Regions from separate parts of the Mus musculus genome. Here all the other regions are linked to region 5. Evidence: chromatin contacts called from public Hi-C, HiCAR-type and capture Hi-C data. All regions are on one chromosome and are shown on one strand. Each heading gives the region's core, a stretch centred on a gene start, on an enhancer-like site or on the middle of the called end of the contact. The rest is flanking DNA. Distances are from core to core; before and after follow the strand shown. Region 1 has its middle 55 kb from the start of Comtd1. Region 2 overlaps Lrmda (leucine rich melanocyte differentiation associated). Region 3 overlaps Lrmda (leucine rich melanocyte differentiation associated). Region 4 overlaps Lrmda (leucine rich melanocyte differentiation associated). Region 5 overlaps Lrmda (leucine rich melanocyte differentiation associated).

Region 1 (5,567 bases), core at 1,316-3,815, 900 kb after region 5:
TGGAGTGAAGATGATCCAAATACATTATATACATGCATGAAAATATTTTAGTGGAATGTATTATTATGTGTAATTAATATAAGCTAATAGATACCTTTGAGACAGGGTCTTACTATGAGATTCTGGCTAACCTTAACTAGGCTTACCTCAAACTAACAGAGATCTGCCTACCTCTGCTTCCCAGAATGTAAGCATTAAAAGTTGTTTAGTGTTTAAAAAGACCGCTTTGGTGTTACTTCGGTGTTATTAGTTCCTCTCTTGTCAGTGTGACCAGTTCCCTGACAGAAACAAGTTAAAGGAGATTCCTTTTAGCTCAGCTTCAGGAGGCTTCATTCACAGTCACTCCAGTCCTTGTCTCTGTGTCTACTATCTGGTTAAAACATAGTGGCGGGGGACGGGGGGGGGGTATGCAGAAAGAAGCTACCCACCTTGTGGCAGACAGGAAGCAAAACTGAAGATGGATCTAAGGACCAGCCATGGCCTTAAAGGCACGCTCAGCCATAGCCTACTTCCTCTAGCCAGGCTCCATGCCGTTTCCAGGGTCTCCCTAACAGTGCTACCAGTCAGATATCAAGGATTCAACATAGGAGTTATGGGGACACAGCTAAATCCTACTGGGGATCCAGAGAGTGAAGTGCCTAAGTATGACATCTAGAGGATGTCCCCAAATGTGACAGAGTAAAGACATGGGAGATGGGTCTTTAAATGTGTAGAGGGTTTCCAGAGAAAGAAGCCAGAGGGCTCGGAGAGTCAGAAATAAAATGGGCACGAGCACATTGTTCTATATGAGCCTGGTAATCTTAGGGACACTAAAAAGGTTCATGAAGCAGAAATGTGGGGCTCATGGTTGAGGACAGGTGAGAAATGAGGCAGGAGAAGCTGAAGGGGGGCCACCTACTGCCAGCCAAGGCTTTGAGCTGCATCTTGTGGTGTTCACAGATGTGGGTTCCCTTCTATTCTTAGGACACTGTCCCTTGAAAATGATCCACAACCCCATGTCATCTGTCCCAAACAGCTTTCAGGTTCCATCATCAGGACTCCCCGTTTTCCAGGATACCACGCCTTCCTTCTTAAGGAAGGAATATTGGGCTTCCTCAACAACAGCAAGCTTTTCCAGGTCTCTCCTGCTCAGAGAAGTCGGGAGGAAGAAGGCAGATCTGAGCTATCATCTGCTTGGTCCAAGGGGAGTCACCACCTCAGAGGCTTGCCTGGGGTCACTGATGAGAAAGGCAGAGATGACAGTTCCCACTTCCTGCAGCAAAGCCCAAAGTTACTTACACCTCAGACCTTCTGCTCTGAAAACTGCCTGGCATCTACTCACCCTCCCCAGGGACTGAACAACTGGGTCAGAGAGAACCGCCTCTCTGCTATGCTGGGCCTGGGATGCCTCCCCAGGACAGTTCCCTCCCCAGAGACGAGAGATGGTCAAACCGCTCTCTGAACGTGACCTCAGAGATATGCAGCAAGGACCTGGGCCCTATTTATCACTACAGGGCTATAATTAGGTTTGTTAACATAGAGTCGAGTGTAGTCTCCTTGACTAGGGACTTAATCACGTTACTATTGAGTTCCTGTACGCATTGCTCCGAGTGACTGTTTTTACTTGCAGAGTTATAGCCAAGCCCGGCGGGAGGAAATTAGCTTTGGACACAAGTTTGGGGAGGGGGGGTTCTTTTTCCTCCTGACTCTGCTTCCCTCCCCCACCCTTTCCATGCGAAAATATTTAGCAAACAGTGACAATGATGAAAACCAGTAGGAAACAAAATGTTCTACATTAGTATAAAACATGAAAAATGCAGCAAGGACCCTTAGCGGTACAACATGTGTTATGCTGGCTGGCAGCCCATTAGCTCTGATAGACATTTCACTTACCTAAGTCAAATATAACAGTCTAGTATTCATTAATATAAGAAGGGGCCGTGGAATCAGAGCTACCATCTGGCTGGGCCGACAGAATAATCTACAACTCATGATTAGGTCTAAGGAGTGGGGTTTCACTTTAATCTTTCTCGTTGCTCGAAATTTCCATCTGCGCAGTTCGGCACATCATTTTTCTTCAAGACAAATGTGCTGTTTTTCATGTTCCAAAATTAGATCAGAAGAAAACGATTAATCATGTCAGGCTTGGGAAAGGGAACAAAGCCCCCATGTTCCCGGCTCTCCCTGCCCCCCCACCCCTCCCTGGCCCTGCAAGTTTGGGTTCCCCTCACCACTACTACCTAACTTCAGCATAACTTTAGGGGGGATACCACTAAGTATCCAGAGGAGAGAGGACAGGGAGAGGATTTGGGGTGCTTTAGGGAGCCCCTCACCCAAGTTTACCCTGTACTCTTGACCCAGCACACACGTGTGCTGAAGGGTCACCCCTAGCTGGTCTTGGAGGCACAAAGGCACGGCCCTGAACCCAGAGTGACAAAAAAAGGGTCGGAGGGGGCCTTCTGCAGCCCTTGTCCCCTCCTTGCCATAGCCCTGTCTGTCAGTCCGCTTGCAAGTCATAACAAATCCCTGGCGCGGAGCTGAAGCTGAGCGTTTGCCTGGGCGTCATGGGGATGATGAATGACCCGCAGGCCTTTGAAGTGCTCTGCCAGTTCAGCTGGGTCCGTGGTGCTGACAGAGAAATATACACAACAGCGTAACCAATAATGAGAACATTAAACATTCCTGCGCCGTGACAGGCTGACAGAAAAACCCGGGCTCGCATCAATCATCCTGCAGATAGACCCTTGACAAGGGGCCCTCGCCATGGCCCTCACCCGCCTCCCTGGCTCCCTCTTCTTCCGCCCAGCCCCTCTGTCCTCCTTGCCAGACCCTCTCTTCCTTCCTCAGGACCCCTCCTCTGGAGCCTCTGTCCTCTTGCGAGATTTTTGCCTTCGGGGCCTCTCTGAGGTCAAGTGAGGTTTGGGTCCCTGACATTTTAGTGAGGCAGCCCGTGAGTGACACCATGAGGAGACACCACAGCAGTGACAAGACTGTGAAGGCTTTGAGCTTACAGCACTTGCAATTATAGCTTTCAGGTCCTGAGAATGAATACAAACCACTGTGTGCTGGAAACTGTATCCAAATCCAAAGCCAGGTGCTCCGGAGCCGGTGACCCAAGACCCCCAGCTCCCTGTATGACTTGGGTAAAGGCCCCTTTCATAGTGCCCCCCACAATCCCCTGTCAGTTGAACTTAGCTGGGGGGAGGGGGTAGCATCTGAACTCTGATCTGTCTGAAAGAGAAGAAACAGCAGAGAAAAATTCTTTCTTCCTTTCCCCCCAGCAGGAAAGGAGGTCTGTCCAGATAAGACACTCTGAATGGAACTTCAGCCCCTTTTCTGAGGAGTTGCTGGCCCCTGTCTGGATTTGGCTTGAGCCACACATCCATCCCTAGGCCTGGTCTTTAGTCCCTCTGTAAGGTGGGGTAGTCCCCCACACCTTTCACACAGAGATTGGCCAGGTCTATCCAGGGGCTGGCAGCCAGCAGCTTCATTCCAGTCCCAGATTTGAGGCCTTGGGCAAATCCAGAATGCTTCTGGACCACAAAATAAAAGTAGAATCCTTGCCTGGAGGCCCTCACGGATTTGTTTATAGTCTCCAAAAGCAGAGGATTATTGGCCTGCTCTTAACCTTGGAGCTTTGAGAGAGAGGGAGTTATTTCTATTTATGTCCCCATCCTTGGCTTTTTAGCAGGGAGTAAATGTGACTTTCAAAAAAGTCATGAAAACTGCTTATAGTTTTTAATACATGCATCCTGACACAGAGGGATGGCCATTCTGGGTCATCTAAGTAGATTGGTGTTTTCAGAGGAGACAGAGAGGAGAGTACTGAACCCCTCTACTGCAAACTGCAGAAAACCTTATGCCTTCCTTTCTGCCTCCCCAGAGGCCACTACCATCCTTGCCGCCTGCGGTCATCACTGGCCTTACCCTCCTCTGATACCCTGTGGCCATTAGTCACAGTCAATGTCAAATTATGCTTGAAACTACTTGAGGTCAAGGCAATGTGTGTTACTGTCCTCTGCGTTCCCTGGCCCTTGCTAGCCTCCTTGCTCTGCCATACCTACCCCACCCTCAGCCTCTTTTCTTAGAAACTGGTCCTTCCAAGCCATGTTTGAACCCTGTTAACAATATCCTTTGCCACTGATGACCAGTCTGTCGTTTATTAAACACCTATCTCTCCATCTCCAGCAGAACAAAATCAATAACGGTAATAAAAAGATAACACCTATCTCTGCAGCCAATCAGGTTCTCTCTTCCTTGAAGTATGAACTCAGCCACAGGTAGTGTTGGGTTTCTGAAAGCTATGCAGTGGCTGGGGCTTGGGAAAGCCATTTTGATCCATATACATACACACTGAGGAGGGAAGAAAAGGCTGATGTTTAAGTCCACGCAGGAGAATGAAGAGGTAGGTGAGAGAAGTGTGAATGCTATACCAGGTAGACCCCAAGAGAAGACAGCATAGCTTCAATTCTCTTACTGACCGATCATAGGCCAATGCCTGGTTTCATTGCGGTTTTTTTTCTCTTAACATAATGGTGAGATAGCCAGTCCCTGGAAAAGACCCTGGTATGACTTGGGCCTAGTCAATCACTGTATCCCATCTTCCTGTCAAAATGATTGACTCAGGGATAACCACATGACTCATGCTAAGCAAGTCGTATACCTTCAGCGAAACTTCATAGACTGATTCTGAGAGAAACATTTCTCAATCTCTTCAAATATTTATTGTTATTGTCTTTTGTGGGCTTTGTTATTGTTATCTGAGACAGAGTCTCATTTATCCTACGTTCAAGATTGACCTTAAACTTCTGGCCCTCCTGCCTCTACCTCCAGACAGCTGAGATCCCAGGCACGTGTCACCATACCCAGTTTTATGAGGTTGAAGGCCAGGACCAGCACTCTATCAGCCCCTTTTCAGACCTTCTGGATTGGGTATTGTAAAGCTATGACTTCCATAGCTTCGAGTGCTACAGCTACTGCCTGCAAGAAACCAAGCTACACAAGCACCAGTGAAGCCCAGCAGTGAACCCATTAGTGATGGGTCTCAGTGACCTGTCTGGTCTTCTTATCTCATCAGTACTGGATCCTGCTCCATATAAAACTTTCCCACAAGGTAAGCTAGTACATTCCCTACCTTGATGAAAATAGACTTCTTGCAAGCTAAAAAAAAGTCTTCATACAAGAGTTCAGGGGACAGGCCAATTTTAGGAGGATGCATCTATGATTCTTTTTTTATTTTCCATTGCAATGAAAATAAACAAGACCACTGGATCACAGAGCAGAGAAGGCTGCAAACAATCCTCTCCTGCAAGACTCACCTGCACCCTTCCTGGCAGACAGTAAGTCTAAACAGCTGCATTCCTGAATCTCGATGCTCCCAGGACCAGCCCAGGTGATGGATTGATGAACCCCCTCTAAAATGGCTCTTTTCATTCTCTGATTTGTTCCTCTCCCAAGCAAGAAAGGCAAGGATGAGTGGTGGTCACCCCAGCTTCTGCAGTTAGCCACCTGACCCATTCCCCAAGCCACCCCAGCAGGAAGCCAGGCACAAGCTTGTGAGAAAAGGGATTTTTTTCTACCAAAGATGA
Region 2 (5,919 bases), core at 2,845-5,344, 720 kb after region 5:
AATGTGTTCAGAATCTCGAAACCTGTGAGATGGGGAAATCCCCTGGAAGTCTACACTACAGCAGACAGTAGTCAGTGCCTGCTGGGGGGCGGGGGGGGGGGTAGGAGAGCTGAGCAACTTGTAGGGAGAGAAAGCGGCAGGAGGAATAGTCCAGGATTTGCCATGAAATACCAGGTCTTTTCTCTGCTCACAAATCACAAGTTCCGATTCTCTTCCATGGGCTGTTCATGATGTAGCGGCATGGTTCTCCACCTTCCTGCCGCTGCCATCCTATGCAGTTCCTTATATTGTGGTGACTCCCAAACATAAAATTATCTCATAACTGTAATTTTCTACTGTTACGAATCATAATGTAAATATCTGACTGCAGGGTATCTGATACGTGACCCCCGGGGGGCACAACCCACAGGTTGAGAACTACTGACCTGGGGGGCTGTAATGAGGGGGGGTTATTTTGCTATTGTTTTGGTGCTGGAGCACACACTCAGGCATGCTAAGCTCAAGCTCGACCACTGAGCTGCACCCCAAGACAATCTAGTGCTTAAAAAGGCAGAATTAAGGGTCTCAAAGAAAGGGGCAGTCATCCTCGTACCTTGAGCCACCTAATGTGGATGAAATGTGCTTTTCAGGATTCTGGGTCAAGTGATGTGAAGGACAGGTTTCCTCTACAAACTGGGGACAGGAGGAACGTACGTGGATGGACAGTAGCTGTATTCGTGGGAGCAGAGAATGGACGGAGTATGTGACTAGACACAGGAACTCCCATCATGCGAATACACATGTTCTGCTTGTCCTGAGGAAACAGTCTAGTAAGCTCAGGTACTTCTTAAGAAGTGAAGTGGCTGTGGGAATCCTGGCTTCCTTGTGGCTCTTGAATCTTATTTCTGACCAGCTAGATGTCAGCTGAGTAGGTGTGGGTATGGACACAGGAATTTAGGGCGGGCAGGACTATGTCACAGTACCAACCACCCTCTTCCTCTCCAGGCACGGAGCTGAGGCACAGGCAGGTGCAATCCCCAAGCAGTGATTGGCCAGGGACAGTATGTGTGGCTACCACAGTAGAGGAGGAACCCACGGCGACAAGATGGTTCAAAGGGTAAAGGAGTTTATCACCAAGTCTGATGGCCAGAGTTTCATCCCCAGAACCCATGAGAGGTGAATTCCTGCAAAGCTCTTTTCCACTTTCACATAAACGCCATGGTACATGCACACACACAAATCAATCAATCAATCGATGTAATTTTAAGTAATATTTTTAATTTTAAAAAAGAGGAATCCCCTCTAGCTCCAGGGACTTGTTCAGCTTCCCAGGATGCTCATCTCTGCCTACTGACCACCTCTGCCCAGCATCCCTGACTCTCCCTTCTTTTGGTCCTCAGATGCTTCCACATACCACGGTCAATTCAGTTGGCCAAGAGATCAAAGCCCAGTTCAGAATTTAGTCTATGTGTCCTGAGAATTTCTATTTTAAAGCTTGTAAGTATCATCTAACAAAATCTGTTGCCTTTCGAACCCGACCCAACTCTGGCTTCCTCCTTCTAGAAGCCTCTACCATGCCCTCGTGTGTTTGGACCTCCTGGACAACTTACTTTCTCCCTGCTTACTTGCTTGCTTTTCATTTTCCAATCTCTACATTTGACAGTTTCATCTTTCCAACTAGTCCCCCTCTACTTTCATTCTGTGTGCGGGTGTGTGTGGATGTGTGTGTGTGTGTGTGTGTGTGTGTGTGTGTGTGTGTGTGTGTGTGTGTGCAGGTCTTGTACAGATAGTCACAGCTGCCGTGTATTCATGACTGCGACAGCTGTATTCCATCCAGACGTCAGCACTTCGCAGCACTCTCCTCTAAGCTCAGTGCCCAGGCAGACGGAGGCGAGTGTTAACCCAGAGCACAGTGTGCTGCGTGACAGATGCACAGCCCCTTTCTAGCCCTTCACAAGCCTGTGCTTCTGCCCACCCTGCCCACCTCCTCCCAGTCCTGGGACATCTTTGCCTCCTATTCAGAGTCAATTAGTTCTTCTTCCACTGTGCTTTCTTGTAAATCTTTTCCCCCTATACTATAGCCTAAACTTTCAAATTCAATAGCCAAGCCTGGCCTTTCCTATTCTGCGTTTTCTGCCCACAGTTCCTTACTGAATAAAGTAAACATCACATACCCAAGCAAGCTAATGAGTGGAAAGGGGGCAGGCAAACAAGAGATCCAAAGAATTGCACGGTTAAAACAGGAAGACTTTTTTAAGTGCAGCGACAATCTGAAATTAATATCCTGTCACACAAATATTTATTGAGTGTGTCTTCTGTGCTGGGTACTCTGCCAGGTGTTTTCATTTCTCAGTTGAACTCAGGACAACCTTGTCTTCATGTTGCAGAGAGAAGACCAGAGGCAGGTGGCAAATGACCTCCAGAGTCACACAGTTGGGGAGCCTGTGGCCAGCTCCCCTATGCTTCTAACAGACTGGCCTCAGGATGGGTTATGGGCCCTATAAACTCCAGGTGATGAAGCAGGGTTAAGAGTTAAGGGGCTGGGGAGATGACTCCGGGGGTAAGGAAAAGGTAAAAAGCAAAAGGTCTGGGTTCAAGACCCAGCATCCACGTGAAAGCTTTGCTTTACAGAGCATGAGTGTGGAGTGGTGCAGGCAAGGGGTGAGGGGAGCGAATCCTGAGGGCTTCCTACCAGGCAGCCTAGCCAAAACAACAAGCCTCGGGCTCTCACCAAAAGCTACACAGGAAGACATCTGACATCCACCACTGACCTCCACAAGAGGGCAAGTTACCCACTCAAAAACAACCATGTACACATGTGCATGTGTGTGTGTGTGTGCTTGTGTGTGTTAAAGGCTAGAAAATTCAGTTCCTTCACTGAGATGAGAAAACTGAGGCCAGAAAACTGAAATGACTTATTCAGTGTCCCCTGGTCAAAAGGAAAATGGCTATTAGCTAACAAGAAGGAAAGCAGTTGAAAGGATGGTTGGCTTTGAGTGGGCATGATTAACCCCAAATCTGCCAGCAGTCAAGACCTGCCACCTCTCTATGACTTGCTACCATCTGCAGAGCACAAAAGACCTGAAAGAAATGCACAAAATTCCCCATGTCAGCAGATGTCAGAGATGCGGATTGGGCTACTAACATCCCAGAGAACCAGCCTAAAAGCCTAGTGTTCTTCCTAGACACAGTCTAATCAGTAGACACTAAATAAAAGTAACACAGCTATGTGGGCACAAAAGTACATCTTAAGTCAAAATAAGTGTGTTAAAGCTGGCCAGTGGTGGCACACACCTTTAGTCCCAGCACTCTGGAGGCAGAAGCAAATGGATCTCTGTGAGTTCAAGGCCAGCCTGGTTTACAGAGCAAGCTCCAGGCATCCAAGACCACACAGTGAAATCCTGTCTCAAAAAACAAACAAACAAACAAACAAAAAGAGTGTTAAGTATGATATTTGCTTATGCTCTCCTGATAAAAATTGTGTAAGTATGTTACAACATCTCTGGCCTTGTGAGTTTCTGTTCCCAAGTAACAGAGGAGATATCAGCCTAGCAATGGTGGCCCGCAAGGGCCAACAAAGAGTGGTTAAGCACTCCCACTGTCACCACTCTCAAACACCTGGTCATGTCTGATTAATGAGATGAAGTCCAGATGCTTAAAAATGTCTGCTAAATCAAAGGGGGGGGGATGGAAAGAAACAAAGAGCGCAGGGAGTAGCCCAGAAGCCTGTCTCTAATATGGTGGACTTCGTTATCTGTGATGTCTTTCAACCACAGATAACAGAGTCAACCACATGGAATCCAAGATGCGTGCCAGGTGAAAAAACACCATAAAGACATAATAAAAAGTTGCACTGGTGCCTATAAATTGCTGGGGGACTGTTAGGAGGGCAGAGCCATAAATTCTTGATGTTTCCCAAATTAGAGGGTACGGACAAATATGCAAATCTATCTGTGTGGGTAATTGAGGGCTAAAAGTCTGCTGTTGAGCACAGCTACCTCCCTCAAAGGCTTCTAGGAAGTCTGCACCAGGCACACACAACACACTCTGTAGGAATTCAATTTGGAAGCCATCATCTAAAGCACAGAGGAGAACAGGAAAGTCGTATTGCTATAATGCTTAGATTATCAATCATCTTGACAGTTTATTGGCTTTATCACCACACATACCATTAAAATGATGTCTGGCCCAGACTGTCAAAAGCAAACATTAAACAGACCAGGATTAAAAAGCAGATCGCAAACAGCACTCCAGTCAAGTTTCCCCTCTGCTCTGAAATTAGTTAGAGCAACTGACGAAGAAACTGGCCCTGGACTTTGAAGAAATACACAGCCCAAAAGGCTCCGAGTCAACTCAGACCTGACAGGCTGATAGGTCATGTCTTGTTATGGTAAATCTCAGTCCTTCTCGGCTGATTTATCACACACTCTGTGGAATAGAATTATTGCTATTGGTGAAACGGAGAAGGAAGGGAGAGGAAAGGAAATACGAGAGAGAGAGAGAGAGAGAGAGAGAGAGAGAGAGAGAGAGGCAAATACCATAATTTTCCTCATCTTGCAATCCAGGGCTTGCATCAAAAGGGCCAAGCTAGCTCCCTGAAGTGGGGTAGGAATGCTAATAAATTCACACTACTATGCAAACAGATTAACATTACCCCCACACAGGTTATTAAAATAATTTTACAGATTCGGAAGAACCGACTAGGCAGCCGAAGACACATTCATAATTCAAGAGCTGGAGACAGGGAAAGAGTTACGAACCTTATACGTTTTTGAAAATGCCTCTGCATGTGTCACTTTGGCAAGGAAATCTCAACACAATTAAAACTATACTAGCACATCAATAGGGCTCAATTGAGAGCTGTGTACCTGCCTTTTACTAGGCTGCTGCTTTATGGATGCCTCGGGAAGAAAGGCGAAATGGGAACTTCACTGCTAATTAAAGGGAACCTTCAGGGCCTGAGGAGAAATGGTGGCATTTCTCAAATACATATAAAAGGAGGGCGTTTTCAAAACTCTCTGCCAAGGGTTTGGCTTTTCCACAGTCCCTAGAACTGCTCTCTGTGTGTTTGGAAGTTGCAGAGCTATTCTGTTTGTGATTAATAGCTTGCTTTCCAGTACAAATAAGTCATTAAGAACGGTGGGGTGGGGCGCAGAGAAGCAATGGCTAGAAGCTGGCCCAGAAACATCCCAGCCAGTAGGAAACGCATTCCACATTTCTCAACCTTTCACCCCCTTGATTATTTACCCAAGTGGGGTCCCCTCTGGGTGACTTCAGCATGACCCCTTAAGTGAAAAACCTCACTGGGTTTTTCACAGAGGCCTCTTCTCTTGCTCCCTTCCTGTAGGCCTCATTGGCACCTCAGGGGCTCAGTGAACACATTATTTAGAAAAACCTCTGCGGTTGACAGGACAAATACTGCATGATCACAGATGGCTTGCAGTCACCCCATTACGAGTGCCTGCCATCAGCGGGGTATCCCTGAGTAGTAAGGACTCCCCAAAACAGGCTAGGCTGCCATCTTGTCAAAATTCCAACCAGCCAAGTACCTCCGAACAGTGTCATCCTGTTATGTTGGCTAGTGTATGGAGGAAAGACTAATAGTATGTCATTTCCCCCACGGGAGGGACATTCCCTGTGCATCAGATGTCACCAGGGTTAGTGCTGAGGAACGAGAGCCGCACACCAGGCATGCACACAGCTGAGCAAACACTGTCCTTCGCACCTGAATGACCATCTGGGTTTGGGGAAACAGGCAAGACCTGCCCACATCCTCAGCCTACCCAGCGTCCCATCCCAGCTGCACACCAGAGCCAGGAGGGGGCCCCTGGGGGGACAGCAAGCATCCTGGCACCACTTCTACTGCCATCACCCCTAGCTCAGATTTCTACAACACTTTCACTATCACCCAGGGAACCCCACACAGCACTTGGAAACACA
Region 3 (5,832 bases), core at 334-2,833, 690 kb after region 5:
CTCAGAGCTCAGAAACAGTTCTAAAACCTAAACCCATGTGTGGAGTCACCTGGCACTGTGCCTGACACTGGTCAGCACTCAATAAATGTCCTCTCATTCCTCCTCTGGGGATCTAGAGTCTTTAAAGAAACTTCATGAACGATTCTGGCTTCCACCTTAAGATAATGCATTTCAGCACAAAAAACAACTCCAACCCAAAGCTTCCTCTGAGACGTCAACCCTTCCTTCCCCACAGACTGCGCATGGCTGACAAAGGAGAATTTTTGTGAGCTCCTCGGTCCTCCCAGGCCACCCTTCCAGAATCCAGAGTGCAGATTGGAACGCTAGCAACAAATCCTTCCTATGTTTCAAACGCGTTCAGCTTTGCCTGCCCACTGGGCTGGGATTGTAGACTTTGACTCAGGACTTGGAATCAGGAGTTCTGAGCCCTAATCTCAACGTTGCTTCTAGCAGGCTGGCCTCATTTGAGGTTAGTAACGACTCCCTCCTCTCTGGATCTGTTTCTGTAGCCATTCCCCTGAAATACCCAATAAGGAAAATCTGAACCCAGCTTCTCAGGTTCCCATCAAACTTATCCATCTATGAGTGTGTGAACACACACACAGACACACTCAGAGACACACAAAGAAACATATACACAGAGGCACACTCACACAGAAACACACACACCAAGAACCTGAGAATTAAGAATATAAGGTTGAGTTTTTACAGATCTCCTTGGCTCCCTTTTAAGATTGGTTCTTGGTGGGAAACTGTGTTATGAGAGACCCAAACTTTAAACATACCAGAAAGCACCAGTTACAGTGGGGAGGGGCACCCAGGGTCCCTATATCAGAATTAGTCAGTTTCTGTCACCAACAGAGTGAAAATCCAGAAGTACTATAGATCATCAGGGACACTTGAGCTTACAGTCATATTTCACAGACAAAATTACATTCCAGGAAGAGAGATGGGGGAAGGGAGCGGAGATGGAGGGAGGGAAAGCCACATAAAAGTTCTGAAATATATCAATGTCCAAAAATGGATAGGGGAGGGGAATAAAAAGAAACCTTTGAGGAGTGTAAAAACCATGAAATAAAATATCTATCTTATTTCAGGGTCCTGGAGTAAATAATATTTCTGATGCTCCCAAAGAGAGTCAAATGCAGCCAGCAAAACAAACACAAATACAAATAAATACTGGGCAAGTGAATTAGGGAAGGTACACAGAGGAATTTCAAACTAGGATGAAGGTTTGATTCGGAAACGAGTTCCTGCCTTCTGCCTCCTACACGCCCCTCATTCTTTTCTTCGTGAAGTAAAATCCATTATTTTGAAAACACCATTTGAAATCCTCAAGAAAGAGCAAAACACAGTATTGTGGTATTCCAAAGTAATATCTCTTGTTTATAACCATATAAATTTAGCCCCTGGCACTACAGGGCTTATATAATAGAATAGAGTTATTTTAACAGGGGCCTGTTTAAGAGGCAGCAAAATGCTCGGCTCATTTTCTCCAGTGGGAGGGACACAGCCTCATGTGAGGGGGAGAACATGCCGAAGTCATTACCTCGGGAAGGCCATCCGTCAAAGCCGGGTCGCTCTGGCATGGCCAGCACCTCTGGTGAGATCAGAGAGGCGCCTCTGCTTGCAATTACCAAAGAAGGGCCTTGGCTTTAGACAGCCTGCTATCAATTACGACCCTGGCCTCGCCGCTTGGACTTGTCAATTTCCCAGTGTCTTCTGTTTTGTAACAGTGAGCAAAGGGGGCTCCTCCTGACTGATTCTTGGAAGTTCCTCGTGTGTTGTGTCACTCCTCGGTGTCATTAACAATTCAATTAAAATTTCACAGCACACAAGGCAGGCAGTGCTGGACAGAGGCTGAAAGGGCCTGGCCCAGGAGGTTCCAGAAAGACCTGCAGTGGGGCCATGTCCGATCACACCGACCCAATCTTGAGATGTTTTTCACTTCTCAAGTCAGGCTTACATGTGTCTCCCATCTGACACAATGCTGGCTGTCATCCTGGCAAGAAAACACGTTTGATGTTCTCACCCCATGAGGGAGGGGGGGTGCACTGATGGAACGGAATTTCAGGCCAACTAGAAACAAAAATCTAATATTATGACACTCGACATTCGGGCTCTGCAATGGATAACTCTTGAGTACTCTCAACCGGCTCTCTTTATCTTTGGCATATTCTAGAAGCTTCTGTTTTCTAAATTTGTCTTTGGGCTGTGGTGGTTGTTTGAGCCCTTGCCTTTTCTTGCTCCTTGGAGCCCAGATGTCCAGAAGAACTGAGGCAGGCAGTGTGTAAATCACAGTTAAATGATTTGGGTAGGTAGCGGATGGAGACAGAATAACCAAAAACCAGAAAGACTTACTCCTGTCGTTATTAACTCTCTGGAAGCGCAAACACCCCTTTGTCTGGCTGAGGGATGGAACAACACATGCTCAAGTGTTTTAAGGGTCCCGAGGGTTCAGGGCAAAATCAAAAAAAAAAAAAAGAAAAAAAAAAAAAAGAAAAACCTTTCAGGCTTAAGACTTCTGAGGCAGCTTTCTCTCTAACCCTCTCAATGAGTTTAGTCATGCAGGGAAAGATTCTTTAAACTTACCAAAGACTTTGTTTAATGCCCAAGAAAATGCAGACTGTCAGGGCCCTTTGTCGGGATTTGGTGGCTTAAGTCCATTCCCCAATACACTGGGACCCTCCACCTTCATTCTCGGGCTTCCTTTTGACATCAAGTGCTGGATAATTGTCTGATTTCCTTCTAGGTAAAGGGAGATTAAATGCCCGGCTGCAACAACTGACACACAAAAGGGAAAGTATAGTTTAGCCACCATATTTATCAAGATAATTTTTTTTCCACATGCTGATTAATAACATTAGCCAACATCCCCTTTGGCTTGGGGTGGGGGTGGGGAGAGAGAGAAGCTGGGGACAGACATGTCCCCCTCAGAGTATCAGAGTTGACAGTTCAAGGCAAAAAATGATTTGCATGTAAATTCTGATCAAAAGCAAGTCTGCACCCTGAAGTTGTCAAGTTTAGCTACCAATTTGACACGTAAATGGGCTATAGCAAAACTTGATTTAAACTGAAGAGGGAGAAAACATGGCAACTCAATTACCCCTAGCAGATCGGATCTGGCAGCTGGGGTCAAACTTTTCACCCTGTTGCATTTCTCAATACCTGATGCTTTAAACAAACACTATGTATTCCTCCTCCGATCCTGGAGGAAAATGCGTTTCTCAGGGCTCCCTACTGTGGCCCAGATTAAAAAATAAAGTTTCACTTGTGTGGGATCTGGAGCCATTTTCCTCATGTAAATTTCAGAATAAATCAGGACTTAAGAAATGGCCTTTTGCGCTAAACAAAAAAAAAAAAAAAAGGAAGAAGAAAAATGTCTCTGATAAAAAAAAAGGTGGGGAAAGAAAATGGGAGAGTGAGGAAGGGAGCATCATGGGGGAGATTTGTGATGTACTAAAAGATGATTTAAAATCAAATATCCCCATAGCATTAGAGGCAAAACACTGACTTGTTTTTAGTTTGCTTTTAATATATTCCATAGTTGAGCTTAGACTGAACAGCTAACAACTCAGTGGGGAGAAAAACAAATACCTAATTCTAAATCAGCTCCAAATTTATAAGGGACAAAGGTCCTAGTAAGGTCTGGGGGACAAAGACACACAAACAGGAAAGATCTAGGCTCACCACCCAGCTGGGGTTTGCAGACAGCCAAGCCTGGGCTAATGAAGCCCCAAGAAGACTTCTCATTCCTGCAAGTACCATTTAGGCCAACTGCCCACCAAGACTCTTCTAAGTGGCCTAAATCCAAAATTACTTTGAGTTGGTTTTAAGCTCATTCTATAAAAGCAAGGAGTTGATTGACTCTGAATTCACCCCTAATTTCTAGAACCAAGAATGAGCAACCAGGGGGGAAAGTGTCCCACTTATTTAACCAACAAATATATTAAATATGTGTTGAGTTCAAGCCCTGCGCTAAACACAGTAATATCAAATATAAGTACTATCTGCTTCTATCCAAAAAGACAATCCAAGGTACAGCTAGCTAATCACAAGAGCCTGGGGAGACAGAGACAGAGCACGTACATGCAAACAGCATGGCTGGGGAGTCGCTGGAAAGGAAGCAGAAGTATTCAATCCTCTCTGCTGATGGGGGGGCATCATTGATCTTGGCATCTAGCAAACAGTGGCACAGGGATGCCAAGAAGGGAGAAAGATGTTTCTACAGGAGCCAGCAAGGGGAAAAATGAGACTGTCAGTTTGGCTTGGTGCTGGGGAGATGGAAGACAGTATGTGCAATCAAGCCTCCTATGGCCACACACAGGACAAATACCAGAACCATATTCTCTTATAGGTGTCCTCCTATATACCACCTATACCAACCTCCAAACTTGAAACCCTCTCCTGATGGGTCCATCGATAGCCTTCCTGCACATCCTGCATCATGCAAAACCCATTCTGGCCCCAGGGCCTTTGCACTTGCTCTGTGCAGTTTGGTACCTTCTATCAAGTCCCCAAAGTCTTGCTCAGTTCAAGCATCAAACCTAACAGCTCCCTGCTGAACAGCTTTTCCCCAGAGCTCGGACCCAGGATATCTTCATCTAAAGTCACTCTCATAACAGCTCCTCTGAAACACCAATGCATATGCTCTGCTTAATTTTCCTCAGGCCTGTGTGGCTACCTGAAATTGCATTGTCTGGGCTCACTACCCCACCCTCTGCCCCCTTTCTCACGAGGATAGAAGCCACAGGAAAATCAGAGCTGTAATGCCCAGTTTCTAGGAAAGATTGCAGGTATTCGATAAGTATACTGTGGCCATATTAATACCCATTAAGACACAAGATGCCGTTAAGCTAATTATCCTGAAATTAATAAAGAAAATTAAGGCCCAAAGCCAAATTCACCACACATCTTTACTTCTAAACAGCCTTTGCATCAAGACCAAATAATTCTAGAAGGATGCATACAAATGGCACATTTATTTCAAATGGAAATAGCCAGAGGGGCAAGATCGCCATTGACCATTTAACTGAATGAGATCTCTGTCATCTTTCTGAAGAGTACCCCCTCAGCCATCACAACTCTCTCTGGCTTCCCACACATTGCGCCCCTGCCGCCGCACCCCAGGAAACCATGTGCGAAGTTGTGTTCTCCTCCTGAAGCGGTTAGGCATTTTTATCAGTATCATTTGCCAGTATAAATATCTCCCCCATAACCTTGTATTTAGAATAGGAATGCACCAAAGCGGGACTCGCACTGAGTCAGGGAAATGGTCCCGTCTACGGTATTCATGACTTCAGTCATTCTCTCATAAAACAAGAGATGAAATAAAATGTACGACATTCCCAAAGAGGGAGTTGCTCTCGTAATTCATCTTAAAACGCAACATTCTGTCATCTCAAGTAACACTTACTGAAAGCAACCATCAATACTTTTTGTCAAAAGCCTGTACTCTGTGTAAAATGTTCCATCAATCTCTATTTACATAAAACAAAAAAAACTTTCAGTATGGCTCTCTCATGCAGCCATAGTGTGTCTCCGTCTCTACTTTCCATGCTTGGCTGAAAAAGAAACTAACTGACACCAGAAAAATAAAGAAGACCATTAAAGAGAGAGCTCTGGGGAAGGAGAAAGCTACAGAGAGGAGAGCTCGGAGGTTGAGATCCATGTCCTTTGCGGGGATGGGGAGGTGGGCCAGTGGGGGAAAGCTTTAGTTTTAAACTCATAAAAATATTTTTTCATTTAAAAGAAAAAATTCCATTTGCAAGAAGACCCCTAGGAGGCCTTCCTTCACTGGCACACAACACGGCTCACTAACATCTCATAAGG
Region 4 (6,040 bases), core at 2,410-4,909, 650 kb after region 5:
ATCATATAACATATGTTACATACATACCCATATACATGATATATAATATATACTTTATATTATATGATATATGAACTATGATTATATAATTATTACATATAATTATATAATAGTGTTATATGATATATGACACATAAAATGTGTTATATATTGTGATATATAGTACATATCATATAATATATAAAATATTATATATCCTTGACTTTCTGAAATGCCCAAATTAAATATGAAAGCTTCCTAAAAAGTAAAATCAGGTCTAACTTTCTCTTTTTGCACAGTGAACTTGATTCTATGGTATACAAATGGCAGCCCAGGGATGACTTAGTCACTAAAGCATTCACCTTGCATGATAGAGGGTAACTAAGGAACTGAGCATAGTAGAGGGTGTTTGTGATGCCAGCCCCAAGGAGGCAGAGACAGATAGATCCCCAGGGATACTAGACAGCCAACTTAGCCTACTTGGTATGTTGCTTGCTAGTTCTACCAAAAAGAAAAAGAAAAGATAGAAGGAAGGAAGGAAGGAAGGAGGGAAGGAAGGAAGGGAGGGAGGGGAGGAAGGAGGGAAGGAGGGAGGGAGGGAAGGAAGGAAGGAAGGAAGGAAGGAAGGAAGGAAGGAAGGAAGGAAGGAAGGAAGAGAAAGTACAGAAGTAAAAGAAGATAACACCCAAGGGAGTCACATAAGGTTGACCTCTGGCCTCCACGTGCTCTTGAACATATATGCACTAAATAAATAAAATACGAGTGGAAAGTCAAAAGGGGAATGGATAATTGGTGCTGAAATCATACATGAGAGTCACGAGTCAAGTGATAAAACTGGAGATCAGACAGATCAGATGTCTCGTTCAACACGGGAAAAAGCGAAAACCTGCATCTCCTAACACTAACTTCATCATTTTGCTCTCATTAAACTATACAGCTTCAAAATTCAAAATTAGTAAATAGGGAGGTATGCGTGCATGCACATGTGTGTGTGCGTGCATGCGCACACTCACTGAATCTGGATCTCAGTGATTAAGCTAGGCTGGTTGACCAGAAAGCCCTGGGTCCTCCTGTCTCCAGCACTGGGTTGACAGGCACGTGCCACTGTACCCAGCCTTTTATACAGGTGCTGGGGATCCAAACTTCATGCTTGTACAGTAAGTACTTTACCAACCGAGCCATCTCCACAGTCATTAGTGGATTTCTACCATCCCAACTGTGTGTATCAAGATCTTGGGCTGTCTTCATCCACCCGATACTAGGGATACGGCATCGTGGACAGGAGCCAATAATTTCATGTTCAATATAGCAAATTTTACCTTAATCTTTAGAAACTGAATGCACACCAGTGACTGAATTGGCTCCTTGGTCAGGCATTAAGTCTCCCAGGGTGTGTAGGGAGACCTTTAATGTAAGGGGACTAACCTGGGGTAGCAAAGACAACCGTGAGTGTGATCTGTGAATCCCTGAAACCAAAAGCAAATTGAAATGTTCATGTGCTTCTTGTTTAAAGCAAACAGCCTTCCTTTTCATCAGATTATTAAATATTTCCCCTTATAGTCCCAAGAATCAGCAAACTCATACAATTACTCTCTCAAAGATCTGATGTCTGGCCTCTCATAAATTTCCATCACTTTCCGTCTACTAAAATTACTTTATATGATTGAAATGAATTTAATCATATTTGGGAGAATTTTCTTTCCTTTTTCTTTTTCTTACCATAAAGACTCAGGCAAAGTGTGGAGGTGGCTCAGGCTATCACCACTGACTGTCACTGACAGAATTCATTTTAAAAGTCCATTCTTAATCATGACACAGACCCTAAACTTCACTTGCTTTAAAAGAGAAGCTGCCAAAATGAAACTTTCATGATTTCCTTCTTCACTTGGGATCTACTCTAGGAAATGGTGACTTTTAAAAAACTTTAAGGTCAGGCTGACTATATACAGAATGGCATGCCCCTGAAATGCATAAACCAATGGCATTAGGCACTAAGATATAAGGGTCCTCTTTAGTGGAAAACTGGGTTACTGTACATTTGAAATCTAACTACCCCTCATAAACATCTTCAATACATGTGAAATAGCAGGGTGGACAGCTTCTCTCACACTGAGGGTCATTTATGGAGCAGTCAAGGGCTGGTGGGGAAAGAGGCATGAAGAGGGACGAGGCTTTATAAAACGAATAACTTTTTCTCATTCTCGATATTTCTTACGTCCTTTTATAACAAATTGCTTGGCTCTTGAGAGCAGACTCATAAAAGGAGTGAAATATATTTTTCTATCCTCAGTCTGAACTTTTTTTTTAGTACATAAAGTTGTAATGACCCTTTCCAAACAATGAGCTAATACTTCAAAAATTTCCATTGTTCCAAAGACACAAATTACCTTGCGCATCTATGTCCATCAACAGAATGAGGAAGGAAAACACATGAAAGTCATTTCAAAGACATCTCCTAGGAGTTATACTTGGAAGCTGGAGAAACCCAATAATCCCCCTACCTAGATAAATTGAGTTTTCCAAATGACTGGGGGGATCAACAGCGGAGCAGGGCCAAGCATTTGAATCTTATAAAAGAGGCTCTGTATTAGCCTCTGGGGAGCCAGTCCAACATGCAGCAACTTTATGGCTGGTCGACCTCTTGAAGCCACAGCCCCACCTTGAGTGGAAAGGAACCAAAACAAAACGCTATCTTCCAGCAATTTACACAGTGCAAATGGAATTTCTCCAAGCTCCGAAAATAGGTTTATTCAGTTCGTATGTGATCCCACCCTTTCCCTTTAAACAAACAGTCGTTGCTTAGTCACTCAAAATCAAAATCCCTCCCCCTTTAACCTCAAATCATCAATGACAGTAACCATGTGTCATTTGGGATGTTCAGAGAGTGTAGTTTCTTACTAATAAGAAGTCTGACCAGATCTATTTGTAAATACATCCGGAGCCTGACAAGTACTCCTTACCTCTTCTCCCATGATCGGATCTGGTCCTGAGTTCCCCAAACTGGGATTCAGAAAAGCTGTCCATAGCTCAGTTAAGTAATTATCAATTTCTGAAGCTAACACTCTGGAGAAGAAAAGACACACAAAACCCTTCTGGTAGAGAAAAGAAAGTTTTGAAGGGAAGTAGGTTAGTAGCACTTGTCAAGTCAAAACTCATACTTCTGAGGAAACATTCTAACATCCTCTAGTCTGAAAGACCATGGGTCAAAGCCTGACTTTGGCAACAGACCCTGTCCAAGTTACTTCTCCTGAAGCTCCTTTGTGCCGTGTAACCTGGCAATGATAATGATAACTTTCACCTGGATCATAGCGCTGAGGTGAGGGAAATGTGCAAATGCTTGGACAACTCTAAGCAGAGGCCAGGCCCTTGCAACACTGTATCTGTCGTTTGGCTGAAGTGATGGCTCCATTTTAACTATCAAAATCAAGGGAAGGAAAGCAGGTTGTAATGTTTCGTTCCCTGTAATCCTATTGTCCTAGACAGAAATTCCCTCCCGTTGCCTTTGTTTCCACCTACAAACAAAAAGCCCTTTCCCTTGGGTTAAGTATTAGAACAGCACAGAACATTCCTGAGATTGCCCTTAGCCCATTACTTTCTGGAGAATTGGATTGTTCTGAACTCTGTCCTTCTCCCCTACCACCATCCCGCCCCGTGGCATCTTCCTTTGTGGTTCCCAAGGGGTCAAATTAACTTACAACAAAATCAGCTTTCCCTTTCCCTAGGCCTTTAAGACGAGGGTAGGGATTCCCAGGCCAGAGAAGCCCCTTTGAGAGGCTCCCAAGCTTCTCAAACTAACAGGCAAGAAAGAGCAGCCATTCATGGGACAAATAAGCGATTTGCATTTCCAAGGATGTGGGGAAACATATTAGTTATAATTAGCAAACACACAGAGTCCCCCTGACAGCTTCACTTTACAGACCCTTGAATGTTTGACAAGAAAAGGTCATGTTTTGTAAAATCCTCAAAAGGTCATTCAATAACAAATCACATGAATGAAATCGCAAGGGTTCTGGAGGTTAACAGAGACACCACAGGCAGTAAAGTGGGTTTTAAGGTAAACAAGGAAGAGTGGAAATGGCTGGGCCTCAGCCCTGGAAGGGGGAGCTGCTGAGAGCAAGTCTCTAATTTACCAAACACTGTAATTTCAAGGCATTTTCTTTGCACTTGGAGATTTAACACGGAGTGCTGTTTCTGGAGTTGTGCACACTTGGGGGATTAGCAGATAACCGCCCAGCCCTATTTCAACAGTTCTTCCAAAGGTCTGGGCTGACCTTCACTGGGTTGTTTGTTGTCGTTGTTATTTTAATGTGTATTTTTTATTTAATAAGCCATACGAGGGGATTCCAGTTAAAACATATAGGTGGCTGTATATATGGCATATAGACACCTACCTATTCCAGGGGGCACACCGCACATTCCTGAAGCACTTCCAAGTGTGGAAACTGGAGACCTTCCAGCATTTTCCTCTGGCACTTTGACCTGCTCATGACCTCTTCCAACCCAGGTCTATTTTCTTCCTCCACAAAAGCCAGCAGCTCATCTCTCACAGTCAGGAGCCTCCAAGCCTTGTTTACACAGGGTAATTTAGCTACAGGATCAGCAGGGAGAGGAGAAGCAGGAGAATGCATCTGGCCTAAAGGCCAAACGCTTGATTCAGGATTACAGGGTGGACAGGTTTATAGGAGGGCTCTCTCCAGGATGGAACCAACTGGCTGGTGGCACTCCAGAAAGTTCTGGCCAACACAAGGGATGTGGGGGCTCCCTTCGAGTAGTTTCAGAGTTGGCACATGCCTCACATAGAGTGCTGAATGTTAAGATGAAGAATGCTATGACAGAAGAGCCCCAGCTCCAGATGACCTGAAGAGAACAGTAACCTTCTGGGTGCCCATGGACAGGACGCCGCTCCCAAGGAAGGGGCATGATGAAACTGGCAATAGCAAACCTATTGCCTCACTTGTTCTGTGACCTTAAGCTGGTCCACATGGGAGCCCCGTGCCTCAGTTTCCCCAGCTATACAATGGACTCCTAGTGGAGGAAACAAAGGCTGGACGAGAAAGCCACATGTTCCTTATCTAGCACAGACCCTGACTCTGATCACCACGAACAGTCACACTCCCGTCCAAACCCAGTCCCGTGGAGCAGCTACTTTCTAAGGTCCCTCATTGCTCGGTGTGGTAGCTCTCTGTAGATATTTACATCTTAATTAAAGTGAAATACAATTTAGACCCCACACCCTCAGCCACAATGGCTTGTGTCTCAAGCGTTCCATCACTGCCTGGGTCTGGTGACTCTCACACTGGGAAGTGTAGAAATCCACAACTCCCGCCAATGCCACTGCAGGCTGTTCTAGTAACATTACCTCACAGGCCCCACCCTTCACCCTCTAACACCTCAGCTCCCGTGAGCCATGCCCACCGTGAGTCTGCCCTTCACACACAGCCTGACAGATAGCTGGGCCTAAAGCATGTCCCCTCACCTCTACAATTACCTGCTGACCATCAGCTCTACTAGGCTGGTGACCGTGTGACAAGAGTGACGGTCAGAACCAGGACACCTCACTTTGTCTTTCTTGCCAACTATTTTAGCTTATTTGCCACGGGTACAGGGTATAATTAATATCGCACGGGAGCCAGCATTGTCATTTTTCAAATCATTTCCCTGGAAATGTTCTACACCTCTTAATGGCCCTGCTAATGCTGTAGCTGTCATGTTTTGGACAGCTGCACTTTTACAAGACAAACTCAATAGCGCCAGGAGACTCTGCAGACTTTTTAGCTCAGAGGCTCAGAGGCCATGCACGCCAGCCGGTAATGGCTAGATGGAAATCTTTGATTAATTTTTTTTTTTTTTTACTCCTTGGTGCAGAGTGTTTCTCAAATGTCACCTCTGAGGCTTCTCTCTCTAGTCACCTCTCCTCGCCTCTCTGCACCCCCATGCCCACAGCCCCTCTTCTGGACCACCTGATACACAAAGGTAAGAGGAAGACAGGCCCAGATCATTGTGGCTGATTAAAGTCAGGACACTGTCCAGAGGTGAACACATCTGGACAAAAGCCAGACCC
Region 5 (5,475 bases), core at 909-3,408:
TTTCTAATTATTACAGCAACTTCTTTCTTCCTGTGGCCAGAGGCAGGGGTGGGGGTGGGGGGGTGTAGCATTGTTTCAAAGCTGCATTTCCTAAAGAAACCTCCCCATACACCTCTCAAGTCTTCAAATCTGTAATCCACCCTGGTCTGAAGGGACACAAGGAGGCCTGGAGGCTTCCTTTGTGGGAAATCCTATTCTAGGATGTGTGTGGTACTTAGGGAAAACCTGATGTCAAACTTTGTAAATGAAAGAAAAGGCGAAGGAAGGAAGGAAGGAACTAAGGCGAGAGGAGGAAGGGTGAGCTTCGGAGATCATTTTTTCCATCATATTCCATTCATAAAAGCTATTCTTAAACGTTTTTCCTGACCTCACTCTGTCCCAGCAGAAGTCTCGACTGTCTCAACTGTATTTTGCCACAGTCATAAACAGAAGGCTCCGTATGTTCGTTCCCTTTCATTCACACACAGGACCCCTGGGTTTGTTGGGTTTAGCTTGCAAGTATCCACCCTGGTGTCCAGAGAGGCCAATGACACAGGGGCAGGAAACAGAAGGGGAGGTGAACCCACTGAAACAACAACGAGCCAAGAGAAAAACGACACTAAAAAAAAATTTATTTTGGGACTCTGGGTGCTGGCTTTGGTCGGCATGAAACTAATTCCACTGGCTTTTCACCACAACTCCCTATTCGCACGCACTCGCCTTCCTTCACCAAAGAACCCCGGAGAGCTCACTTTGAGGGCTAAGGACGAAGCTCAGCTGGCAGAGTACTTGGCCTGGCATGCATGGGGCCTGGAGCTCAGTCCCCAGCACTGCATAAACCCGGCATGGTGCCTCAAGGCCATATAATTCCAGTGCTTGAGACGAGGTTAGGGGAATCAGAAGTTCCACACCATCATGGCCGCCTAGCAAGTCTGAGCACTGCCTAAGATACAGGACAGTCTGTCCCCAAACAAATAAACAAATAGACAAGTTAGAGGCTGAGTTCCTGGCCTACCCCAAAAGTCCTAGCTGAAGCAATAATCCTTAGAATGTTCTTTTAAAACAGAAATCTGACAAAGTTGCTTTTCTGCTTAAAACAGCATGTAAAGTTTGGCCTGAATTTCAAGCTTTGAACATGGCCAATAAGGCCCCAGGGCACAGCCTTTCCTTCTTTGCAGGCCTGACTCTTGCCTCTCCCCTTGTTTGGCAAGCAGGAACCTGTCTGGCAGCTTTTCTATTCCTTCAGGTGCTCAGTCCTGAGATCCGGAGATCTTCACCGAATAGAATAATCTTTCTCCTGACGCTTTCTCTCCAGCATGCTCTGCCTTAGTGATAGTCCCCTGCTATACTGCAAACTCCCCACACATTTTGTCACCACAACCCTGAATAGCTGACTCATAGTAATGTCTCAATAAATTCTTGTCACACGATAAAATACATTTATTTAATGCTAAACAAACACCATCCTTCAGTCTCCACGGGTTCAAAGCAACAAAGTAAAAAATAAGTTAAAAATAAAACAACAAAACAACGTAACAAAGTAGCAAAGCATTTGTATCAGCCTTCCCAGTCACTGCACACTGTTTTCTAAGGGAAATAACCCCTTTAGAGCCCTTGATGCTCACTGAGTGGAACACACAGGGTCCTGCAACCCCCATTCCTCATGGGCAGCCTCTTCTCAAGGAGGGCCCTGTTGATTCTTGCTGCATGCAAGGGCTTAAGTTACAGCACACACTTTGCCAAAAGGAGTCATCAGAGGTTGTTTAGAACAAAAGAAGACTTCCTTCCCGGGGTTCAGCCTGATCCACAAGTGATAGAAACAAAAGCAGAGCCCGTGGCTTCCAAGATGCATTCAGAGTCCTCAGGCTGGGCTGGGGCTCCAACAAGAGGCCACTGGGCCCCATGCTAAGTGAAGCAGCATACGGCTCACTTAATTGGGCTTGCCTTTTATTATACTTCTCTCTTGCTCCTGCAACCTGTGATTTTTTTGATGAATGCATCATAAAATGTTTAATCCAAATGAAGACCAAAGGAGTGCAGGGAAGCATCCATTAGTCACTGCCAGATCCTCCAACGACAGGAGACAGGGTCTTAAGGACTGCTATTAGGGACGGAGCCCGGTTGCAATGCAGCCCTCGTGCTGCGCGGCTCAGTCAGCAGAAGGGGGAGCTGTAGTGTAACCTATTTGAGATGTAAATCTAGAGCTGGCAGTGCTGCAGATTAGAGACTGTGGTCGCTGCTGTCGGCCGGTCTACAGCAATACTATATATCCTGTCCTGGTCGGTGCAGGTCATTAACAGGACGCGGAATGGTGTTAGTAAATGTGAACATTAAGAAACCCAGGTCAGCAAAGGACGGAAAGCATGGCAGCCACACTTCAAGGGGAATCAACCCCCCGGGAAGGGGAGATTGCATGGATACAGAAACAGGCAAGTGACAGTGTTAGCTTTGAGTGACAACAGACGAGCCACCACAAACGTGATAGGGTGGTATCTTGACATGAGAGAAATTAGACATGGAAGAGGGAAAATGAGAGAAACAGAATAGGGGACAAGGAGGAAAGGGAGGAAGGAGGGGAGAGGAGAAAGAGGGAAGGAAGAAGAGGGGGAGAGGATGGAGGAGGGAACAGAGTAGAGGTCTTCTGTCCATGCCTGCATACAGCAACAAGGAAGGTTTCACGAACACACAGTCCCAGGAGGGCTGGAGGGACATTGCCCCTCTTTGTGTGGACCTTGCATAAAAACGGGACAAAAGACTCAGAACAAGGCCCCTAGCTTCCCGGAGCCGAGCCATAGCTGCTGCTTGGGCTCTATTTTTTGACCAAGTCAGGTGTCCCTACTGCCAAAGAAGTTTTCCTTTTTCCCTGACTCCAGGCACTTCCTGTTTCCTTCAAGTGGAACTCCCCAAGACTCATCAAATCCACAATTTAATTACATCTCAGAGAGAGAGGGAGAGAGAGAGAGAGAGAGAGAGAGAGAGAGAGAGAGAGAGAGAGAGAGAGAGAGAGAGAGAGAGGAAGGAGAAGGAGGAGTGTAAACATGACTTCTTTTTATCTCCCGATACATCTGGACAAGTAGACAATGTGCTAAAACAAAATAAATCTGCCCTGACAGACACATCAAAGGGGCTTGCAGCTACTTACAGCCCAGGAATGCAGTTGCTAAGCATCGGCCAAAGACTTATCAGTCCTTGGAAGAAATGCTTTTTTCTCCCTTTGAGGGGGGCGATGAGGAAGGCTGGGGAGTGGGAACCAGCCTGCAAAAGGAGACTGGGGATTTGCAGGGATTTTGAAGCTTAAAATGAATTGTGTGAAGAAAAGGAGTTTTGTGGTGGTTTTCCTTTTGACGTACGGCCTATATTTTTATAAAGGTTGCCCATGGAAAAGCCCTCCAGAAAGGGCTCTTTAGGATTTTAATAGAAAGAAGATTGTGAAAAAAAAAATATAAAAAACACTATATACAAAGTTCTATGGATTTCTCCAGGTGATTCAAGCCTAATGCTAGCTAGTCCAGGATCAGGGGAAATATCTCACACTTACCAGAGTCAGGAGGGATAAATCCTTAAGCAGCCATAATAAAAAGTAAATCTCCCAACATCATAAGGTACACACAATATTTTTTTCTAGAAGGCAGGAAATGGAGCATCTACTCTCAGAAACACAATAAAAATGTGAAAATGGAACCCCCTGGAGCCCCAAACCAAACCAAGTGTGAGGTGGGACTAGGGAAACAACTGTATGGGCTAACCACTCTCCATGAGAGGGAGAGGAGTTGAGTTTGGATTCACAGCACCTAGGGAAAGCTAGAGAAAGGAAGCAAACTTCTTGAATAACAGAGCTGGTTTGGACGTAGAGACAGGATGGTCCCTGGATTTCTCTGGCCAGCTAGTCTAGCAGAATCAGTGAACTTCGGGATTAGTGAGGGAACCTTTCTCAAAAATCAAAAAGATAGAACACTATAAATGGAGACGACTAACTGTGACCTCCGTGTGTGTGTGTGTGTGTGTGTGTGTGTGTGTGTGTGTGTGCGCGCGCATGTGCGCGCGTGCGCGAGCGCGTGTGCGTGCTTATGTGCACAAGCATACATGCACAGGACACACACATGCACACATGCATACACAAAGAAAACCGGGTATGAGCTGCCATGTGGAGTACATGCAATAAGTTAAATCTAGCTGCTCACCCCAGCTGCATACACAGCCTCACAACTAAAGCATTCACATTCAGAAACCAAATGGAATCCACTCTGAAATCTGGTGCCACCTTCAGCTCCCTACCCCTAGCTCAAGAGACAGAAACCAGTGTTTTATGTTTCAATGCGGTCTTCATCTATGGTGTTGAACTCATGAAGATCTCCCTCTTCCTATGATCACATCCTGGGGTGGGAGACTTTGTTTTTTCCCCTCCAGCCTGACTATAGGATTTGCTTGTGCTGGACTGAACATGAAGTAGTATAGCTGAAAAGAATGTTCCATGAAATCTTGAAGGTGCTCTTGAACAAAACTGGCCAGTTCAAACCGAGCCACCAGCTCTCACTGTATAGCTGACAGTTCCATAGAGACTCCACCTTTACCAGAGAGGGCTGAAAGCTATGCAGACACAATAAGCTGGATCCAGGGAGACCCTGGTCATTTTTTGAAAAAAAAAAAAAAATGCTATTTTCTTTCCTTGGATCAAAGGAAACAAACTCGGCATGATATTCATACAGGATAACTCGCAACAACAAGAACAATTACTAAGTGTGTGCTATTGCACAAATAAATAACGTACCATTATCTCCAGCACGATCCTATTTAGTAAACAGTGACGGGAGGCAGCAGTAACCATTTTTATTGTCCCATATAGCTCCTATTTTCTAATTAAACAAAAGGTTATTTCTACTGTTAACAGAGTCATTTGTCTAAGCTGGAGCTTACCTAATACTTTTTGCCAAGCATGACAGAATATAAGAAATTAGGTTCTGGCAGTGGTTTGGGTTTTTCCTTTCCTTTTCTTTTCTTTTCTTTTCTTTTCTTATCTTTTCCTTTCCTTTCCTTTCCTTTTCTTTTCTTTCCTTTTCTATTTCCTGTTTTGTTTCGTTTTGTTCTAATTTTTTTTTTGCATGCTGAGTTGTTATTTAGAAAGCTCTGTTGTTTCCTAATCAGAGTGAGGGAACTTTGTGTGGTAAATTCATAAATAAACTTTGGTGATTTTCCCCCCTGAAAACATGATGAAGCCAGCACTTACTCCTGCCCTTTAGCTTACATTCAAGGGCAATGATCTGTATTATTAAACATATAGGTCATGCCAGCTTGTGTTTCTCTATCCTGTGGGATGTTTTAGGAGCTGCTGTCACATTACTGAGATCTGTTCTGTGACTCCTAATTATTCCTAGTGGCAGCTTTGGATTTCAAGCGATTCTTCTCACATGTATGTAAAAATTTATAAGCTGTTTCACAGAATTAGTCCCCGTTGTTTATGGGGGTTGTAAATACTGATTAGAGACGTGAACTCTTTTC

The links. A called contact is a pair of places that touch in the nucleus more often than the background predicts. HiCAR-type assays count read pairs that join an accessible place to other places. Capture Hi-C pulls out chosen DNA fragments and counts their contacts.
Region 1: a Hi-C map of uterus shows a contact between it and region 5, with 2.6 times the contacts expected there. The contact joins two enhancer-like sites. A contact is called at or near these places in 9 of 484 Hi-C or Micro-C datasets (the HPC-7 cell line, the N1E-115 cell line, embryonic fibroblasts and 3 more) and 4 of 115 datasets of contacts at active chromatin or transcription factors (a colorectal cancer cell line, embryonic fibroblasts, embryonic limb bud and 1 more).
Region 2: a contact with region 5 is called in a Hi-C map of the N1E-115 cell line, with 19 times the contacts expected there. The contact joins two enhancer-like sites. A contact is called at or near these places in 1 of 484 Hi-C or Micro-C datasets (the N1E-115 cell line) and 4 of 115 datasets of contacts at active chromatin or transcription factors (cardiomyocytes, embryonic fibroblasts, embryonic midbrain and 1 more).
Region 3: a contact with region 5 is called in a capture Hi-C map of embryonic tail, with 9 times the contacts expected there. The contact joins two enhancer-like sites. A contact is called at or near these places in 2 of 484 Hi-C or Micro-C datasets (embryonic stem cells and nephron progenitors), 4 of 115 datasets of contacts at active chromatin or transcription factors (cardiomyocytes, embryonic fibroblasts, embryonic midbrain and 1 more) and 2 of 9 other capture datasets (embryonic tail and embryonic trunk).
Region 4: a contact with region 5 is called in a HiCAR-type map of kidney, with 4 times the contacts expected there. The contact joins two enhancer-like sites. A contact is called at or near these places in 6 of 484 Hi-C or Micro-C datasets (the N1E-115 cell line, embryonic fibroblasts, embryonic stem cells and 1 more), 3 of 115 datasets of contacts at active chromatin or transcription factors (embryonic hindbrain, embryonic stem cells and kidney) and 1 of 9 other capture datasets (embryonic stem cells).

The regions. Positions count from the first base shown.
Region 1 is chr14:21,900,994-21,906,560 of GRCm38.p6, reverse strand. No RefSeq gene overlaps it. Among named protein-coding and RNA genes, the nearest start is that of Comtd1, 55 kb to the right of the region's middle. Within about 2 kb of position 2,565, at least 70 of the 459 cell types and tissues checked have an H3K27ac peak or open chromatin away from gene starts, as enhancers often do. A contact at or near this core is called in the HPC-7 cell line, the N1E-115 cell line and uterus, where this site is marked.
Region 2 is chr14:22,089,261-22,095,179 of GRCm38.p6, reverse strand. The region is part of intron 2 of Lrmda (leucine rich melanocyte differentiation associated); the gene reads right to left. Among named protein-coding and RNA genes, the nearest start is that of Gm41107, 61 kb to the right of the region's middle. Within about 2 kb of position 4,094, at least 35 of the 459 cell types and tissues checked have an H3K27ac peak or open chromatin away from gene starts, as enhancers often do. A contact at or near this core is called in the N1E-115 cell line, where this site is marked.
Region 3 is chr14:22,110,967-22,116,798 of GRCm38.p6, reverse strand. The region is part of intron 2 of Lrmda (leucine rich melanocyte differentiation associated); the gene reads right to left. Among named protein-coding and RNA genes, the nearest start is that of Gm41107, 83 kb to the right of the region's middle. RefSeq lists an enhancer at 848-3,584. Within about 2 kb of position 1,583, at least 40 of the 459 cell types and tissues checked have an H3K27ac peak or open chromatin away from gene starts, as enhancers often do.
Region 4 is chr14:22,153,735-22,159,774 of GRCm38.p6, reverse strand. The region is part of intron 2 of Lrmda (leucine rich melanocyte differentiation associated); the gene reads right to left. Among named protein-coding and RNA genes, the nearest start is that of Gm41107, 130 kb to the right of the region's middle. Within about 2 kb of position 3,659, at least 18 of the 459 cell types and tissues checked have an H3K27ac peak or open chromatin away from gene starts, as enhancers often do. A contact at or near this core is called in kidney, where this site is marked.
Region 5 is chr14:22,805,129-22,810,603 of GRCm38.p6, reverse strand. All of the region lies in intron 5 of Lrmda (leucine rich melanocyte differentiation associated), which reads right to left. Among named protein-coding and RNA genes, the nearest start is that of Gm30926, 6.5 kb to the right of the region's middle. Within about 2 kb of position 2,158, at least 77 of the 459 cell types and tissues checked have an H3K27ac peak or open chromatin away from gene starts, as enhancers often do. A contact at or near this core is called in the HPC-7 cell line, the N1E-115 cell line, kidney and 1 more, where this site is marked.